Regions from separate parts of the Anser cygnoides genome. Here region 2 is linked to region 1. The links are chromatin contacts, called in public Hi-C maps. All regions are on one chromosome and are shown on one strand. The core of a region is the stretch at or near the end of the contact, and the rest is flanking DNA. Distances in the headings are between cores, read along the strand shown. Region 1 holds the start of BTBD6 (BTB domain containing 6). Region 2 holds the start of HSPA2 (heat shock protein family A (Hsp70) member 2).

Region 1 (3,822 bases), core at 574-3,073:
TATAGCCCATGAAAAAAACTCATCTGTAGTCATCTTTGCTGGCAGCAAGTCTGACATTCGGTATTTGTCAGCACATGAAGTAAACAGTAATATGTGCATATTGCACAATGCCAATTAGGAGGTAGATGTATATTTTAAGCTACTTTGATTCCGTCCACGTAATTAGTAACTTGTAGTGGCCACTTACTTTAATAGGATTAGAAAGGCTGCAGGTTCCACATCTGGTATATGGATTTCAGATTTGACCTCTGCGAGATCACCATAAAACATAGCGTAGAAGACAGAGCTACCGACTGCCAAAACGTACTGGAAAATAGAGAGGGAGGGAGAGAAGCCTCAGTACCGTGCGTCTGTGATGACTGAGCGTGCTGGCTCTTGATAAGAGCTACACTTAGGGAAAGTTAAAAGCTGCAGCTGAGGCAGGCGCCCGCCTTAGACAGTTCCCTTTAACTGCCATATATGTGAATTACTTCTGGGATTAGGCAAGAAGGATAATTAAGAAAAAAATGGAAAAGAGTTGTCATGGGGGTGGGGTAGAGAGGGGATATACTCAGCAGCATCACAAAAAGTGGGGGGGGGGGGGGGGGGGGGGAACAAAAATAATGCTCCGCACAAACCTTATGGGCAGGAACTTTCTTGGATGCCCCTGGCGGGCCCACGATGAAGTGGACGTCAGCCATGAGTTCGTTATTGAACATCAGCGCGTTCCTGCAAGCGAGGGGAAGGGAGGGAGGTGTGGAGGCCGCTCTGGGGCGGGCAGCCCCCCGTCGCCCCCCGAAGCCACCAGCCCGGCGGCGGGGCCGGTTGCCCCTTGTCCCTCGTCCCTTACCTCTCGCGCAGCGTGGGGTGGAAGGACTGCCAGTTGGCGCTCTCCAAGTTGTTGTTGTTGAGGTTCTGGAGCTGGGGCGGCGGGGGCGGCTGGGCGCTCTGCTGGAGCTGCAGCGCGTTCTTCTTGCTGTTGGCAGCGGTGGCGGCGGCGTTGCTGTTGGCGATGTTGGTGTTGGCGCTGGCAGGGTAAAGTTCTGCAGCCATCTTCTTCTTCAGGGCCAGGGGCACTATCTCATAGCATCCTGGCACCTTGCCGTTTGGCCTCACGCTCTTTTTGGACTTCTTTAAGGTCTCTGGAAGCAGAAGAAAAAAAGTCAAACACTTCATGATCCTGCCATTGAGGCAACCATGGGGCAGTGGCATGAGCAAGAGAACTAACAGATCCCAAGCGCAGGTCCCGCTAGCAGGAGACGCGGTTCGCTTCTAGGTGCGGGGTGACCTCTTTTTTTTTTTCCTCCTTTCTTTTTCCTCTTTTTTTCTCCTTGGCTCCAAGGGGGGCTGCCCAGCCTCCGCGCCGCCGCCACGACTGCAGCGAGCAGGGCTGGCAGGCAGCTCCTTCCCCCCGAGGAAAAAAAATATATTTAAAAAAAAAAATAGAAAAATAGAAAAAAAAAAAAAACCAAGCACACACCACCGAAAAAGCCACAGATCCAGCAGAGCAGACGCAGGGTTGAGGAGCGACAGTCAGTCCCCGGGTCCTCCAGCCGCTACAGCCCGCCGAGGCGCAGCCACCCGCCGGCTCCCCGCTGCTGCTGCGAACGATCGCGCCCGGCTCCGTCCTTCCCCGCCCGGCGGCGGCGGCTGCGGGGGCACATCGGCGGCGGGGCAGGGGCAGGGGCCGGGCCCGGGGCGGCTCCGGCTGCCCCGCACCAAGTTTCCTCCTCCTCGCCCCGCCGCGGGGGCGTCGCTGCCCCTCGGCGCTCCCCTCACGGCGGCGGCGGGACGCGGCTCGGCCCCGCTCGGCTCCCTTCGGCTCCGCTCGGCTCTGCCGGGCCCTGCCTCCGCCTCCCGCCCTAATAGGCAGCGCCGCGCCGCGCGTCACGGCCGCCCCCGCCAATCCGGGGAGCCGGGGGGAGCCGCCCCCCCCCCCCCCCTCCTCCTCCTTCCCACCCTTCCCCAGTCTCCGACGCCCGCCTGGGGGCGCAGAGCGGCCGGGGCCGTGCGCAGCGCCGAGCACCGCCGAGATGTGCCGAGCGCTTCCGAGCGCAGCCGAGATGTGCCGAGGAGAGCCGAGCGCGGCCGAGCCGGCCCCGCCCCGCCCCGCCGCACTTCCCGGCCGCACCGGGCGGGGGCGCCGCTGCCCCGCGCTGGGGCGGGGGGGGGTGGGATGGGGTGGGATGGGGGGGGTGGGATGGATGGGATGGGCTGTGCGGACCGGGGGGGGGCCCGGGGCCTCCTCCCGGAGCCTTTCTGGCGGGTACTGCCCCCACACCCCGGTTTCCCACTTTAGTTTTCCCTTTTATTTCCACCCCCCTTTAATTTTTCCCCATTTATTTTTTCCCACTTTACTTTCCCCCCTATTTTTCCCACTTTATTCTTTCCCCCTATTTTTTCCCCCTTCAACCCCTCCCTTTATTCCCCCTCTTTATTCCCCCCCTTTATTTATCCCCTTTATTTTTTCCCCCGTTTATTCTGCCCTTTATTTTTTCACCCCATTATTTTTCCCCCTTTATTTTTCTCCTTTTATTTATTTCCCCTTTGTATTTTCCCCCTTTTTTCCCTCTCTCCCCCCCCCTTTTTTTCCCCTTTTCTCCCCCCCCTTTTTACCCCTTTTCTCCCCTCTTTTTTCCCCCTGTTTTTTCCCTCTTTATTTTTTCCCCTTTATTGATTTCCCCCCTTTTTTTTCCTACATTTATTATTTCATCACCCTGAGGCCCTCACAGTGCCCCCTCCTCGCTCCCCCCGTGCTCCTCGCCCGCCCTGCAGCCCCGTTACTGCCGGGGAAGGCTCTCTTAAACACTGCACTGGGAGTTTTTCACTCTTCCTGCCACTTCTGCAGGTGGGATAGGGAGCTGCGCCTTTCCTTAAAAATAAAATAAAATAAATAAATAAATAAACCCATTTGCGTCGCAGCCCCCGTTGCGGAAAGCCGGTTTTGCCCCAGCCGAAGCAGCAGCCCCTGAGCGAGGACCTGAGCCCCTGGGGACAGGGGGGGCTCCTTGGGGCGCAGCGCGGTGCTGGGCTGCTGCAACTTGGGTTGAACCCCAGAAGGGTTCGTTCGCCCTGCTTTGGGTTTAGCAGCATCTTAAGAAGTCTTTGTTCCTATTTTTTTTCGGCCCATGCCGGAGATGGTCGTGTTAGCTTTGGCCCGACGTTTAATTTATGTATTGGTAGCTTTGCATCCTGGCCATTTATGGCCTCTTTATGGCTTTTCGCTTAAAAACCGTCCGTGTATTCATTTTCTGACTGGTAGCTTTCAGAACTTGAATTAACGACGTGTAATGTTTTGGCAAATGACCCGTGGGCACGAGCGCTGGCAGAGACCTCAGAGCAGCCGCCACGCGGACCTGCCTCGGTGCTCCCCGATCCCAGAGGGGGCCGAGGAGCCCCCACTGCAACCCCTGTCCTTGGCAGGAGCCGGGTCCCTGCCCCAAAACAGGCAGCTGGGGGCAGAGCAGGCACCGGGGGGCTTTGGGTGCCAGGCACCCATCGCTCCTGGAAGCGCTTCTTCTCCTATTTTGGGTTTGTTTCTGATAATTTTATAAACCCTACTTTTCTAACAAACTGTAGTTGTGTCAATGGGCATGTATGTGAAAAAGTGCTTAAAAATGGGTTTTCCTAAGCTGTTCTCCCAGGCAATCTGCTTACAACGAGCACCTAAACATGGTAGGGAGCTACTAGTAGGTAGGGATCTAGTAGCACACCGCACGGATAGTTGGAAGTATGGAGCCTTAAAAAATCACAGGGATCGGTCAATCCCTGGGTTTTTGTCATCACGTTTAGGAGACGGCTGCACTTGGGCGTTTCTGAAGTTTTGAGGGAGATGCGGCTGGA
Region 2 (3,822 bases), core at 374-2,873, 130 kb before region 1:
GCTACATAAGAGGCAGAATTTTCATGTCATGTAAAAACGTTTTCAAAAACAAACTAATTGAAACAAGGATGTTTCTGAGAGGGTGTAATAACTGCATGAGCATAAGCCATACTGGTAAAAGCTGTAACATTTTCTATGAGGGCTGCTATAACATAACGCTAAAGGCTGGGGACAACATTAACGAAAGATGATTTAAACATACAGTGCGTTTAATCCTTCCTTCACGTAACACAAAAGTCTGTGTGTAGCAGACTTTCAGCTGCACTTTTAAAGCAGCTATCCACAAGTTGCTCAGGGGAAGAGAGATCTGAACGCGGCATTTTGGTCTCCTGACTATAATTGGAATATTTTGAAGTGTTTGCCTCAAACTTAGGAGGAATAACTTGGAGCAACCGCGGCAGATTTTCATGTTTAATATATTTTCATCAAAGCCCTCGCCTCGCTCCGAGTTAATAGCCCCAAAGCCTTTGCTAAATGTAGGCGTGACGACATTTTACATTAGCACAACCGACAAAAATTTGGAGACGTTTCAAGAATGGCCAACAGGCAGCAACAGGGCTCCCCAGCCGCCCACGCTGCTCTTTTCCAGAGGGGGACAGCGAGGTGCCTCGGCGGCCACCGGAGGTGACAGCCCCCCGCGGGCGGGCTGCTCGGGGCGGCGGGCTGAGGGGAGAAGCGGCGGGCAGTTTGTCCGTCTGTCCGTCCGTCTGCCCGGCCGCGGCGGCTGTCAGCCCGCCAAGTTAAGCCGAAATAAGGCTAAAAATTGCCTCGGCCCCGCTGGCGGCGGGACTGTCCCTCTGCCATAGAGGGAACGAGCCGAGCTCTGAGGAAAATTCTCCTCAGGAACGGGGCGGGGGGGTATGGGGGGGGGGGCGCCTCAGCGGCCGCAGCTCCCTGACGAGACGGGGGCGGGCTGGCAGGAGGGCGGCGTGAGAGGGACGAGGAGGGGGGGGGGGGGAACTGCCGCCTTGCGACCAAATAAGGGTAAATTCGCCACCAGCCGGCCGCTGGGAGGTGACACGCAGCGTTTGACGGAACTTTCAGGAATTACAAACACTGCGAGGCGAGCTGCTGCCCCCCCGGCCCCCCTCCCCTGGCGCCCCTCAGGGGCTCGGGATTCGGGGGGGGGGGGGGGGGGGGGGGGGGGGGGGGCGCGCCCAGCCCCTTGGCAGCGCGGCGCGAGTTGCGTAGCGACCACGCCCCGCCCCCGCTTGCCCCGCCCCCTCGCCCTCCTGCCCGCTTCCTATTGGATAACGCTGACGTCGATCCCCGGCCCTCGCGTCTAACGTCCACTGGAACTTTCTAGCAGAGTTTCGGGGCGGGGGGGGCGGGGCGAGCGGGGAGCGCGCGCTGTGATTGGCCCGCGGCCGTGGCGCACGCTGGCAAGCGAGACGGATCGAGAAACAACAGGAAGAAGGCCGGCCACCGCCGCGCGGCGGGGAGGGGCGGGGCTGGCAGGGGGGCGGCGCGCTTCTGATTGGCTAGGAGGCAGGGGGCGGGCGCTCCTCGTGGAGGCGCGGCGGCGATTGGTCGCTCGCGGCAGGCGGGTGTCTGGATTGGTCCGGGGGGTTCTGGCAGGTTCCAGAAGGAGGCTGAGAGGGCTATAAAAGGGGCGCGGACGGCGCTGCAACGGCAGAACGTGCCGCAGAAGGCAGCGGGAGCGGGTGGCGGGGACGTAACCGGGAGCGAACGAGCAGCTGATCGCAGAAAGCCGCCGTCATGTCTGGCAAAGGGCCGGCGATCGGCATCGACCTGGGCACCACGTACTCATGCGTGGGCGTCTTCCAGCATGGCAAAGTGGAGATCATCGCCAACGACCAGGGCAACCGCACCACGCCCAGCTATGTGGCCTTCACCGATACTGAGCGGCTCATCGGCGATGCTGCCAAGAACCAGGTGGCGATGAACCCCACCAACACCATCTTTGATGCCAAGCGCCTCATCGGCCGCAAGTATGATGACCCCACGGTGCAGTCAGACATGAAGCACTGGCCCTTCCGTGTGGTGAACGAGGGTGGCAAGCCCAAGGTGCAGGTGGAGTACAAGGGTGAGATGAAGACCTTCTTCCCCGAGGAGATCAGCTCCATGGTGCTTACCAAGATGAAGGAGATTGCCGAGGCCTATCTGGGGCGCAAGGTGCAGAATGCTGTCATCACAGTGCCTGCTTACTTCAATGACTCCCAGCGCCAGGCCACCAAAGACGCTGGCACCATCACTGGCCTGAATGTGATGCGTATTATCAACGAGCCCACAGCAGCTGCGATAGCTTATGGCTTGGACAAGAAAGGTACTCGGGCTGGCGAGAAGAACGTGCTCATCTTTGACTTGGGAGGGGGCACTTTCGATGTTTCCATCCTTACCATTGAGGATGGCATCTTTGAGGTGAAGTCCACAGCTGGGGACACCCACCTGGGGGGGGAGGACTTTGACAACCGCATGGTGAACCATTTTGTGGAAGAATTCAAGCGTAAGCACAAGCGTGACATTGCTGGCAATAAGCGTGCGGTGAGGCGGCTGCGTACGGCTTGTGAGAGGGCAAAGCGCACTCTCAGCTCTTCCACGCAAGCTAGCATTGAGATCGACTCCCTGTACGAGGGCATTGACTTCTACACTTCCATTACTCGTGCCCGCTTTGAGGAGCTCAATGCCGACCTCTTCCGTGGCACCCTGGAGCCAGTAGAAAAGGCCCTGCGTGATGCCAAGCTAGACAAGGGCCAGATCCAGGAGATCGTGCTGGTTGGAGGCTCCACCCGTATCCCCAAGATCCAAAAACTACTACAGGACTTCTTCAATGGCAAAGAGCTCAACAAGAGCATCAATCCTGATGAGGCTGTTGCTTACGGTGCTGCAGTGCAAGCAGCTATCCTCATGGGAGACAAGTCCGAGAATGTGCAGGATCTGCTTCTGCTGGATGTCACCCCCCTGTCCCTGGGCATCGAGACAGCCGGTGGAGTGATGACTGCCCTCATCAAGCGTAACACCACCATTCCCACCAAACAAACTCAGACCTTCACCACCTACTCAGACAACCAGAGCAGTGTCCTGGTCCAGGTGTACGAGGGTGAGAGGGCTATGACCAAGGACAACAACTTGCTGGGCAAGTTTGATCTAACAGGCATCCCCCCAGCGCCCCGCGGAGTCCCCCAGATCGAGGTTACTTTCGACATAGATGCCAATGGTATCCTGAACGTCAGTGCGGTGGACAAGAGCACGGGTAAGGAGAACAAGATAACAATCACCAATGACAAGGGTCGCCTTAGCAAGGATGACATTGACCGTATGGTGCAAGAAGCAGAGAAATACAAAGCAGAGGACGAAGCCAACAGAGATCGGGTGGGAGCCAAGAACTCGCTCGAGTCCTACACTTACAACATGAAGCAGACGGTGGAGGATGATAAACTGAAGGGAAAGATCAGTGACCAGGACAAGCAGAAAGTGCTTGACAAGTGTCGGGAGGTGATCTCTTGGCTCGATCGCAACCAGATGGCTGAGAAAGAAGAGTACGAGCACAAGCAGAAAGAGCTGGAGAAACTCTGCAACCCGATCGTCACAAAATTGTACCAGGGAGCTGGAGGAGCTGGGGCAGGTGGCTCTGGTGGCCCAACTATCGAAGAAGTAGATTAAAAGGACTGAGTATAGACTGGTTTATGGACAGTCACTCCATTCTTTGCTTTATATTTTTCTAACGTTTAAGAAAAACGTCATTGCCAATAACAGAGTTTATTCTGTTGGGTGTGTATAAAGGCAGATCTATCAGCTTGGTTTTGATAAAAGGGAAGGCACGTCCTGCTTTATAAGGTTAGTAATAGAGAAATTTTGTTA

What was found. Hi-C and Micro-C count contacts between places; a contact is called where the count stands out from the background.
Region 2: a contact with region 1 is called in a Hi-C map of liver, with 7 times the contacts expected there. The contact joins the promoter of HSPA2 here to the promoter of BTBD6 in region 1. A contact is called at or near these places in 2 of 7 Hi-C or Micro-C datasets (both in liver).

What each region holds. Positions count from the first base shown.
Region 1 is chr5:58,920,381-58,924,202 of Taihu_goose_T2T_genome, reverse strand. It overlaps BTBD6 (BTB domain containing 6), which reads right to left and starts at 1,823. Exons shown (of 5, transcript XM_048080665.2): 1 at 1,460-1,823; 2 at 830-1,121; 3 at 618-708; 4 at 188-306. The coding sequence starts at 1,032. The region is part of intron 2 of BRF1 (BRF1 RNA polymerase III transcription initiation factor subunit); the gene reads left to right.
Region 2 is chr5:59,051,506-59,055,327 of Taihu_goose_T2T_genome, reverse strand. It overlaps HSPA2 (heat shock protein family A (Hsp70) member 2), which reads left to right and starts at 1,623. Exons shown (of 1, transcript XM_013183105.3): 1 at 1,623-3,822. The coding sequence starts at 1,720. The coding sequence ends at 3,624.